Regions from separate parts of the Hordeum vulgare genome. Here region 1 is linked to region 2. A link is a contact called in public Hi-C data. All regions are on one chromosome and are shown on one strand. Each heading gives the region's core, a stretch centred on a gene start, on an enhancer-like site or on the middle of the called end of the contact. The rest is flanking DNA. Distances are from core to core; before and after follow the strand shown.

Region 1 (6,154 bases), core at 1,276-3,775, 260 kb before region 2:
GCCAGGAATCATGTCGCACAGCGCGTTCAATTCCACGATCCTCCTCTCCAGAAGCCAACCGTTGTCGCTCCACCTGCCCTCCCCGCGCACCCAGAGATGCAGCTGCTGCTCGCCGTCCGTGACCAAGCAAAGCCGCCCGTCCGGCGTCTCCCCGACGCGGTACTTGCACACAGCCAGCGCGTCGATTCGCAGCGCGCGCGGCGCCTGCAGGTAGGAGAACCTGAGCGTGACAGGGTCCAGCACCAGCACGCGCTGAGAGTTGCAGATGTGCCAGTATATCTTGCCGGCGGCGTGCACGCAGCGTCCTTCGAACCACCAGGGATCGAAATCGACCACGACATCCTCGTCTCGCGGGAGCGCGCGCCAGCTGCAGTCGCCGTTGTCGACGGACGCGACCCAGGCGCGAGGGCGCACGTCGTCGATGGCGAAGCAGACAACCTCGAAGCAGAGCTTGCCCGGGTGAGCGCGGAGAGCAGCGCGGAGCCGACGTAGTACCTTGAGCTGCGCCAGCGGCGGTCATCGGGCACCGTATCGCGGCGCGGGGGCGGGAGGACCGCGCGGCGGCGGGTGGCCGGGTCGAGGACGAGGAAGCGGGGGATGAGCTGCTTGGGAAGGGTGTCGGACAGGTGTGCTTCGGTAAAACCCCTCCCGTACAAAACGTATAAAGTAGAATGTATACCCACCTCTACATTATAGACCGTTATACGTATACTATATGAGGTGGATATACTTACAACGGCCTATAGTATATAATACGAGGTGGATATACATTCTACTTTACGTTTTATGGCGGAGGGTTGTACCGAAGCAAAAGTGGGGGTCGGCTCGAAAAGCACGAGGCCTTGGTGCGAGTCGTAGAGGTAGAAGCGGAAGGCGTCCTGAGCGAAGTCGAGGGAGAGGCGCGGGGAGGAGGCGTCGAGGGGAGCGAACACGGCGGGGGTGTCGGGAGACTTGGTTTCCTCCATGGGGTACGGGGGAGAGACTTGGGTTGGATGGAAGAAGTGGCCGAGTAGAGGAGGGGCGCGAGGGAGGCAGCGGGCGGCCAGGCGGCGCCTGCGGTGGCAGGCGAGGGCGGCACGGAGGAGGTCGGCGAGGCAGAGACGGCGGAGAATGCTGAAGATGTCGAACTCGGCGAGCACGTTGATGGAGACGTCCGGGTCCGGCGCCTTAGCCTGTGGCTCCACCGGCGGCGGGGGAGGAACCGGGGTGGATGAAGGTGGGGCTTTTTTGGTTCTGGTCTTCTTCCCTTTGTTCTTCCGCGCCATTGCTGGGGCTGCAGGAGGGTGCGAGAGAGGGGCCGGACGGCGGAGGGACTGCCGCACGCGGGGCATCGTTTTGCAGGACGGACATGTGATTTCCGCGTTGCCTTTTCGAATTTTGGGATGGTGGTGCGTTTGACTTGTACTCAAAATTCATGGTGAGGTCTGATGGAAATTGATTTTGCAAGGAGAGATAAGCTCACCGAAGGTCACCGGACTTGTACTCAAAATTCACTTCAGTCACTGGCTTAAGAATATCCGATACACGATCACGAAAGTCACATCCGTTAACACCGACTGCCATCACGTACGCTTTGGTTTCGTATTTTTTTGGATAAAAAGACTAAAAATCTAACGAATACAAAGCATGATGAGCAATAGTTAGCCTCTGTATAACTAAAATGTACATAATGATTAGTCGTCAACAACTCTGCCCGGATGCGCAATGGGAGGAGAGATGCGTGAGAGCTCACGCGACGCGTTCGGCAACTCCGTCGCGCCGCCCGACCCGGCAGGGGCTCCCGATGCCGCTGCCTCTTCTCTCCTGCTGTCATCGACCACCCCTCACCGTCGATGTGGACGGTGGGCCCCCTGTGGAGGTAACCCTTGTTTGTTCTCTCATGGTAGCGTGATCCGTGTTCGTCTCCATGCCATTGTTCCGCGTCCAGGCTCGGCCTTTCGCGAGCGTGTGCTCGCGTCCTTTCTTTCCTTCGTGTCCCATGATCCTGGGTCCTTCCCTGACCTGGGTAAGCCTGGCGTGCTCTAGGTCGCCGCACCCTTGCCGACAGCGTGTTTCTCGGCCGTAGGGGTTGCTGGGCTCCTTTCCCACATTTTTCGTGCCCCGGACGAGTGTCTCAAGGTCGTCCGCATCGGTGAGCTCGTCTTATATGTCGGGGTCGCTAGTCCGGCGATCGTTGCATTCCTCGTCGCCGTTGGCCGTGGCCTCATGCCTGCCATTAACCTCTCTCTCTTTGTGTGGCGTGGCGGAGCATGCGTGGCACCAGCCAGGGCTTTGGCCCGAGCGAGGCGAATTGCTGCCCGTTGCCACCCACCGGGTGTAACTGCGGCCTCTAGCCGCGCTCGCCTCAGTAGCCTTTTGGGCATTTGGTGCCCTGTCCCCTCCAGAGTTAATAGCCTCGGTTTGCTCTCCGTGCCTCTGGACACCGTTTCGGCTGATGATTCGCCGAAACCCCCCTGCGAATCGATTGCCCATCCTACTCCCGATCTCCCGACGGGATTGGTCGTGCCTCCCAGCGACAATGTGGGCGTCGCTAGCGGTTGTCCGTTGCGCATTGATTGCCTGGAGGTTGACAGCTCCGCCGCGGTGGACCCAGTTCTGTTTACTTCCCCGACTCCCGCGGGGAAAAGTTCTTACAAGGACGCACTGCTTTCACCTGCCTTGCATAAAAAAAACCTCGCGCTTCCTCCCTCCTCTCTCCCCAGCTGGTTGTTTTCGCTGTCTCTCCCCCCACCATCTCGTCCGCGACCCCGTTCACTGCCGCCGTTGCCGGGTCTCTAGGCATAGAGCAGGCTCGCCTCGCTGTGCCATGGCCTCCCTCCGCCGGCTTTCGTCCCCCGTCGCGGCCTCCGCCTCCTCCACGCGGCCAACCTCCGTCCCGACTCCGCCCCTCCTCCTCCGCCTCCCTCCCGCTCGTCGTTCGCCCACTCCATACCCGACGGTGTGTGCCCGCTCCTCCAAACACCTAGCAAGCCTAGCCCTGCTTGGGGTTCGAGTTGGGAGAGGCGAGCTCCCTTGCCCCTGCTGTGGAGCCGATGGACGCGGTGCTGGTGGAATCGCGTTTCCGCGATATCTCCACGTTGGAGGTTGTCTCCTCGCCGCCTCCCTCCCAGATCCCTTCCTCGCCGGTGTCCAGCCACCTGGAGTCGGTCGCGCCGGTGCCACGCAACCCCGACCACGGCCAGGTTGCGGGCTTCCCTGTAGGACAGGGTGGGGTGGCGCTGGCTCGGGCGACGCCCTCTCCTCTCTCGTGGGCTCGTCTGCCACATCGGAGTCGTCTAGGTCCTTTGGGCACTCCATTGATGCAGAGTCCATGCGCCCAGACTCGGTTGAGGTTTTCATGCCTGAGGGTGACTACACAACAGTTATTAGGCTGGCGGTTGTCACCATTGAGCCGCCAAACACGTTCCATAACGACACGACGATGGTTCAAAGCGGCCGTCCTTCGCTCCATCAGCCACCTCCTCCTAGAGACGATCCCGTCGTCGATCGGCGCCATGTACCTCCGGCTTGCCTCGGTGGTGGATTGCGAGGAGGCCATGGGCCACCAGCCCTTCATGCATGAAGGCCCCGCATCGAACTCCACCGCGAGGATGTGTATGGGCGAGTGGACATGCAGTTTGGTATGTGTGCCCTGTGGCGGCCACTTGCTTCCCCACCGAGCACCTGAACCCAAAAGGGATTGCTGCGGCTTTTGCTCCTTTCGACCGGGTGCTGGAGGTTGATCCGCTGGTGCTGGCGGGAAGGGAGCCTGCCACTGTTAGGCTTGTGGTGCAGCTCCGGGGGCCGTGCGATGTGCCTTGTGACGCCTGGCCCATTGGGGGCAGATGGGGGTGCGTGTGATCTCTCTTTGGCTTGTTCGTGCTTGGGCGGCAGGCGACTCCTTGTCTAGAGACAGTGTTTACATCCCGTTCTTCCAAGACCCACCGCCTTCTTTCGCCCACAACTACCCTCCTCTCTAGGGGATCACCGCGGGGCGTGGGTGCGGTGGAGTCGTGCATGCTTCTGCTGCCCGAGGGCGTGGGCGCGGCGGAGGCCGCCATCTCGCCTCGATGCCGCACGTCCTTGGCGCGCCGCCCCTTCCAGACCCCTTCCATGTCAGGTCGTGGGTCGAAGGCGGTGACGAGCCGTGGCGCCTCATGTTGGCTCGCCCCTCTCCGCCAAGAGACGTCTCACCGTCTCTGGGCTCCACCTTGAGCTTTGGCTCGGGCATTTTTAGCTCTGGGGTGACCATTGTCGAGATTGACGAGGGCTAGTCGGAGGGGTGCAATGTGCTGGAGAGGGAGGTGGACATGGTCCGCCGCAGTGCTCGTCTAGATAGGAAGGAATCCGACGCTTAGGTCAACATGGAGACCAAAGCTATCCGCCCGCGAGCTTTGAAAGATGCTCTCTCTGGCTGCTCCCTAAGGCTCAAATCTAGGGTGATGAAGGATAAGCTCCTGGATGCGGTGATTGCCCCCTTGGGCAAGAAGCCGATGGCTGGATTGCGCGTTGCCGCCTCCATCCCTGCTGCCATGGTGTCTCCGCCTCCCGATGTTTAGGAGGCCTAGTGTAGGCGAATAGCCACGATGGGGTGCGAGCCTTGTTCGTGGCGACATGGACCTCCCCCCGAGGCATCTTGTTTCCATTCCTTCCTTGTGTTTCTCATTTAGCTGTGTGCGTGTGCGTGTCCGTTGGTCTGGTGTGTGCTGTTATAATGTCTAGTAATCATGTGAGGTCAATCCGCATTGTATCCTGGAATGTCCAAGGTTTGGGAGTCAGGAATAAATGTGATGTTGTTAAGAACCTCGCCCTCTCCTCCAAACCATGTATTGCCTGCCTCCAAGAGACCAAAATCGCCGATCTTGGCTCGAGTAAGGTGATTACTTTCTTCCCTAACCGGCTCTCGGCCTTTGTGGCCAAACCTGCGGATGGCGGCGGGGATCATCAGTGTGTGGGATCCCGCTCGTTTTGCTCTGGTTTATTTGTTTGAGTCTCGCTTCTCTCTCAGCACCATGATCGAGTGCATGTCGCAATTTGTGATCACAAATGCGTATGCCCCATCTAATCACTCCTTGAGTGGCGCTTTTGTTGAGGATATGGTGACCGGGTGTGCCATCATCTCTAACCCCTGGCTTGTGGTGGGTGACTTTAATATCATCCACCTCCCGTGCGAGAAAAACAATGCTAGTTTAGACGCAGGTTGGGCTGCTAGATTTAACTCGATGATTAACATCCTTTCTCTCCACGAGATTCATCTGTTCGATCGTCTGTTTACTTGGACGAACCGAGAGGACCCCCTAATACTCGCTCGGCTTGATCGCACATACTTTGACAATAGGTGGAATGCGTCCTACCCTGACTCGATCCTCTCCTCCCTTCCCCGCACCATATCTGACCACATCCCCCTCGTTGTCTCCACGTCAACCAAGGTTTCGACCCCGTCCCGTTTTTATTTTGAAAACGCTTGGCTGGTCGATCCCCTCTTTCTTCCTGCTACCATCCCATCCTGGGTTGGTTCGGTTCACGGCACGGATGCGGTAGGGATTCTTTATGCTAAGGAGAAAGCTTTGAGGGTTGGCTCTAGGTTGTCGAAAAAGCGACACCGGTTCAATCCCACATTTGATAATGACTATTGGTTTTTGATTTACCTTCTTGATTTCTAGGAAGAATGTCGTAATCTCTCCCCAGATGAGGTCGCCCTTTGGAGTGATGCTCGGCTGGCTCTGACGGCCTCGGTTCTACAGCAAAGCGCTCACTGGCGCCAGTGGGGGTAGAGGCGGGCGGTGTGTGAGGGGGATGAGAACACGCAGTTCTTCCATGCCTCCGCCTCGCACCACCGACGATGCAGCGCCATCCCCGTCCTGGACGTCGATGGGGTGCATGTGGTTGACCATGCAGGGAAGGCCGCCACGCTCCTAGGCTTCTTCTCCGAGCTCCTGGCCCGGGAGCGTCGACCTACATGGCGGTTCGACCTACGTCGGCTCTATGCGCAGGCCGCATGTGTCTACGGGCCCGCCCTCATGGTGCAGTTTAACACGCGCGAGGTCAAGGCGGCCCTGAACGCCCTCGGCCGCACCAGTACCCCCGGCCCCGATGGCTGGGCCCTGCTTTCTACCAGGTGGCCTGGGATGCGATGGCTGAAGATCTGCTGCGGTTGTTTGACGATTTCCATTCA
Region 2 (5,622 bases), core at 2,019-4,518:
CCGGCGAGACGGTGTCGTTGTTCCGCGAGAAGGACCTGATCCTGTTCGACGCCAGCAGTGAGGACACGTGCGCCTGGGGCACCGGCGAGGTTGCCAGGAGGAGCCACCTCCATGCCGGATCGCGCTACGTCGTCGGCGACCACCTCAAGATCGAGTGCGCCATCGACGTTTGCGGCGACTTCCTCACCTTCGACGACCCGCCACCGACACCGTCCTTCAGCCTGCCGCTCTTCCAGCAAGTCGGCTACGGCAAGGGGGAGCCGGACGTGATCATCCAAGTCGAAGGAGGGACGATCGGCGCGCACTACTGCATCCTCGACGCTCATTGTACATAGAAGCGAATTCTGACATCGTAAGAAGCAAATACTATTTCCTTTGGAAGCATTGTTTCATTGGATAAGAAAAAATCAACAATATTTTCTTTCATGTCAAAATTTATTCTCTTTTTGGAGGCAATGTAGATCTGAGAAAGTATCTTGGGAAGTAAACCCTATTTTTCTTTGTAAGCAGATTATTTTGTCTCTTTGAAGAAGTAAGCATATTATTTTCTATGTTGTAAACGAACTACAAACTCAAATGTGTTGGACGTAATCTTGTTGGTCAACTGAAACAAGATATTCTAGATAAGAAGCAAATTGAAATTACACTTGAATTGGAGACAATTTTTCACATATGGAAGCATACTGCACGACCTAAAAATGGAAGCTAATTCCTCAACAATTGAAATAATTTTCTAGTTGTCTGAAACATATTTTTGTGTGATTGCATTGGACACAAATATGATCGAACTAGATCGAAGCAAACATCAGTTTCCGTGGAAGCAAAAAAAATCTACCTATCGAAGCAAACAATTTCTAACTCTAAGGAAGGAATCTTTTCTATTAGAAGACCAATTTCTAACTCGAAGGAAGGTTCTTCATTATTTAGAAGACCAGGATGGAAGCAATCTGTATTTTCCACGGAAACAATTTTTGAAGCTGACCAAAAAAAGAGAATATTATTTTAGAGGCGGTTAAACTTACACTCAAAATAAGGAATGAAAACAAATTGTACGGAAACAAATCGCATGCATGGAAGCACCTATCATGGCGCCTATTCAATTCGATATGCCTTAATTTAATAGGGTGGTTGTTTGGAAACAAATTGATTGCAATTAATGTGAAATCATGCATGCAAATAAATTAATAGGCACAGTTTTTAAGGAAGCAATCCAACACACATCGGCAGCACATGTGGGGCTGTACAGCCAAATCTGATGGCCATCATGCTTCTCATCATACGGTCAATGACTAGTCTGGTAAAACATATCGGATCAGTAGTCTGATCCGTAACGCTTCCCTAACTAAAAGAGCAAATAGCGTAAAGCTGCCATAATTCGGGTTAGGGTTCCGAAAAATTAGCACTTATTGAAAATTCCCTAAAACCTACCACAAATTTGGTTTTTGATTTTAAACTCCATCGAATCGCAAAAGCTTTGGCATGCGAAGTATGACAGACCAGGATAGCAATGACATGTGTGCAGTGTAGCTAGAGACTATGAACCATGCAGAGGAAGAAAGTATATATTTGGACCTTCTACCACGAGCATATATCGAAACCTAGAGGAATCGAGAAATAAATCGTGACTAGAAACTCTAAAACAGACATGTATTTGGAATGATCGCTTTACAATAGTTGCCACCAGCATGTATCGAAACCTCAAGGCGGCCACATAGGAAATGATCTGAGGAATTAAGCACGTCATCAAGCAACATCGATGAGTGGCATCATGAAGAGGAAAGGAGGTTTTACCAATCAATCACCGGGAGGGAAGTCAGCATTCTGGAGCGAGGAAGGCAGGCGGCCACGCGAGGAAGTAGGCGTAGATCGGGTGGCCGTACTCCTTGCCATGCTTGGTGTGCAGGCGCTCCATCTTGGCGGTGTCCAGGTGTACGGAGTAGCGCCCATATCCCATGGTTCTGATGAACACCTTGCCGGTGCGCCCTGCGTCCAGGTCGCTGGGCCAGACACTGAACACCCTGTGGCCCAGGTCATTGGGCAGGCCTGGCACTGCGTCCCACACCACGCGCATGTTGAGCATCTCCCTCTCCAGAATCCACCCGTTGTCGCTCCCCCTGGCCAACCCGCGGACCCAGAGCTGCAGCTGCCGCGAACGACGTCCCACGGTCAGCAGGCACAGACGCCCATCCTCCGGCGTCTCTCCCACGCGGTACGTGCAGAAATGGTCCGACACTACAGCCGGCGCCAGCATGTAGGACAGGTGCGTCGTCGCAGGGTCCAACACGAGCATGCGGTAGGAGTTGCAGATGTGCCAGTAGAGCTTCCCGGCGGCGTGCACGCAGCGCGACTCGAACAACCAAGGGTCGAAATCGACCTCTAACTCCATGGTCCGGGGGAGCGTGCGCCAGCTGCATCGGCCGTCGTCGACGGACGCGACCCAGGCGCGCGGGTGCCCGCCGTCGACGGAGACGCACACGACCTCGAAGCAGAGCTTGCTCGGGTGCGCGCGGGAGAGAAGCGCGGAGCCGACGTAGTGCCTGGAGCGGCGCCAGCGGTGGTCGTCGTGCGCCGTGTCGCGCGGCGGCGGCGAGAGGAGCACGCGGCGGCGGGTGGCCGGGTCGATGACGAGGAGGCGTGGGAGGATGCCCTTGGGGAGCGACCCGAGGGGCTCGAGAAGCAGGAGGCCCTGGTGGCAGTCGTGGAGCTCGTAGCGGGAGGCCCCCGGAGCGAAGTCGACGGAGAGCTTTGGGGCGGAGGCGTCCAAGGGAGCGAAGACGGCGGGGGTGTCGATGTCCCTGGATCGCGTGTTCATGGGCGGCGGCAAACCGGTGGCCGTTGGGTGGAAGAAGTAGCCGAGGAGAGGGGCGGAGCGGGGGAGGCAGCGTGCGGCGACGCGGCGCCAGCGGTGGCAGGCGAGGGCGGCACGGAGAAGGTCGGCGAGGCAGAGGCGACCGAGAATGTTGCGGAGGCTGTCCACGGGGAGGGCATCGACCGTCGTCGCCGACTTGGCAGCCCCCGTCTGTGGCTCCTCCACCACCGGTGGCGTCGGGAGAGATGGTCCGGCCATGGTTTGGCTTTGCAAGGAAGGAGCAGTAGCAGTGAGGGACAGAGGGCGGTGTTCTTTTGTACCCAAGGAGCGTGGTAGCAGGGACAGAGTACGTTTGGATCAGGCTTTGGGAAGGAGTACAGTAGTATTGTTGACCACACCACTCACCTTTATATTTTGAACTTGACACACCACTCACCTTGGATGAACTCTCTTCGAAATATGAAATTTGAAATGCTCTCCTTAGACCAACTCCAACCGGCCGACCCAAACAGATTACAATTTTGTTCGTTTTTTATCCGTTTGGTGATAGCCCGCTCCGCGTCTGGTCGCTTTTCTTTTTGGTCGGTCGTGCATCCAACGCGGACGACTCATTTATGTCCGCACATTTAGATTAAAAAGGCCTCATGCCAACGTTCAAGAATTCATGTTCGCATCATGCCAGCGACCGAAATACATTGCGAGCCTATAGAAAACCACCACGCAGTTCATACTCGCACATTTGCCAGCGACCATCACATATGCCAGCACACTAAAAGGGGCGGGAATTCGACCACGTCATGTCGGCACGTGGTTATGCCAGCACACTTGTCGGCATACAAAAAAGGGATTGTGATCTTCATCGCAGATCACAGCTGGTCGAACTTGAGCATTTCGGCCTGCATTTTCTCGAACCATAGCCTCTTCCTAGGCGACACGGTGTTCAGATCAACCTTCATGATCTCCACGCCCGTCTTCGTGCTTGCGAGGGTCACTTCTTTCACCTTGGTCTTGGCATTCGTGTCCTCGATCTCGAGCATCTTGGCTTGATTCCCCTCCTCCAACTCAAGTATCTTGGCTTGCCTCTCCGCGTCCATCTCGAGCCTCCTCCTTTGGATTTTCATGAAGGCATTCATTTGCTCTTCCTTTTCTTGTCGGCGCTTCTCCTCCCTCTAGTCCTTCTTGTTCATCATGCCCACCACCTTTTCAAGCAAGGCAATCGACGCCGCATCCCGCTTGTCCTCCTTCTTCGAGTTGGTCTTCCCCCGCGGTCGGGCCTTCTTGCCGTCACCATGGTCCTCCACAGCTTCTTCCCCCCCCCCCCCCACGCGCCAAGAGGGCGGCATATTGCTTCTTGAACTTCTCCTACCCCTTGATGATAGTCCAACAATGAGAAAGATGGAAGTCCTTGCTGTCGTGTTGAACCTTGAATGCCTTCAAAGCTTGAAACACCTACAATTCAAACCAAGGAAGCATATGTGGTCAAACGGACATGCAATCCACGGGAAAAATGTGTGGCACCAAAAGGGAATGAGAGGGCATGCATACCATGTCTTGGATGCCGAGGCCGCTCACGGGTGTGCCTTGATGCTCTCATAGGTGGCACAAAACTTGTTGCACTCTTGTTGAATCACCCTCCAATGCTTCGAAAATGACACCCATCCACGCCTGCTTTGCATTTGGTATGCGGGAAACTTCTTGCGCTCATGGAACTCACGATTAACATGAGTCCATAAGGCTGACCACTTTTGTTCGGCGCCGACCTTCGGGTCTTGCCCAATGTCCCTCCAACACTCACAAAGAAGCTTGTCCTCGGTCGGCGTGTATGCCTTCGTCCGCTTATTCTAGTGCTTTGGCTTCGCCCCAGCAGCAGTTTTGTTGGCGAGCTCCTCCTCGAACAAAGGCTCCCCGTCGATGTCCATGTCATCCTCCTCCTCCTCCTCAAGGTTGTAGTCCTCCGAGAACTCATGGTCGAGCGGGAAGCCGTCTAGGCTGAATTGATCTTGCATGAAGGCGTCATGTGGATCATTGGTGGCTTGTGTGAATGGCGCTCGGCCGTCCTGGCTTTGGGTCTCATCGGGATCGTACGCAGCCGCGGAGTAAGCACCAGCCGCCGTCACACCGCCTTCGAAGTTCATGTTCTCGAGGAAACGGTTGGCCGTGTCGTCATCGACGGCCGCCGGCATTCCGACGTACAGAGTGCGGGTGCCGGTAAGCATGTCGGCTGGCATCTCACGATGGCGTTTCCTCATGCCTCCAAACGATGATCCGCCTACCACTGACGTGGCGTTGAGGTCGATGGTCACCGGCGCGAGCGTGGAAGGGGCCATGATGCTCACCTCCGGTGAGCATTCCCCCGAGAAGCGGCTTCCTTGCGGGTAGGCGTGGAAGCCGGGAATCGGCTGCGTGAAAGACGCGCGCGGCGACTCCGGCAGCATCATCCGAGGATATGCTGACGAGACCGTGTTGGCCGCAGCCGCGGCAACGGCGGCGAAAAGCCCGTGCTGGCTAGTGTTTACCCCTAGATACTACAAGGCCTCCCTCGTTGTCGCCTCCACCCGGGCATTGGTGTCTTCATGCTGCGCGGTGACGGCGATGGTGGCGGCGGCAATTGCCTCGCCCCTTGCATCCTGTGCGTGCCTCCAGTCCTTCCTCTTGGCCGACTCCACGGCCCGCTCCTCGAACGTCAACTCCTTCTTCTTCTTCTTGGGCGACGGGCGGCCTTGCGGGGGACGCGGGGCTTGCCTCTGGCTTCGTCGGTGGCGTCGGACAAGGCAAGGGAGGTGATAGCGGCGGCGGCCTCGAGGTCTTCCTCC

Evidence for each region. Hi-C and Micro-C count contacts between places; a contact is called where the count stands out from the background.
Region 1: a Hi-C map of seedling shows a contact between it and region 2, with 4 times the contacts expected there. The contact joins the enhancer-like site here to the promoter of LOC123395438 in region 2. A contact is called at or near these places in 2 of 6 Hi-C or Micro-C datasets (leaf and seedling).

What each region holds. Positions count from the first base shown.
Region 1 is chr5H:367,179,747-367,185,900 of MorexV3_pseudomolecules_assembly, reverse strand. It overlaps the pseudogene LOC123397525. Among protein-coding and RNA genes, the nearest start is that of LOC123395933, 91 kb to the right of the region's middle. Within about 2 kb of position 2,525, at least 3 of the 3 cell types and tissues checked have open chromatin away from gene starts, as enhancers often do. A contact at or near this core is called in leaf and seedling, where this site is marked.
Region 2 is chr5H:366,917,499-366,923,120 of MorexV3_pseudomolecules_assembly, reverse strand. LOC123395438 reads right to left here and starts at 3,268. Exons shown (of 2, transcript XM_045090437.1): 1 at 1,792-3,268. The coding sequence starts at 3,067. The coding sequence ends at 1,814.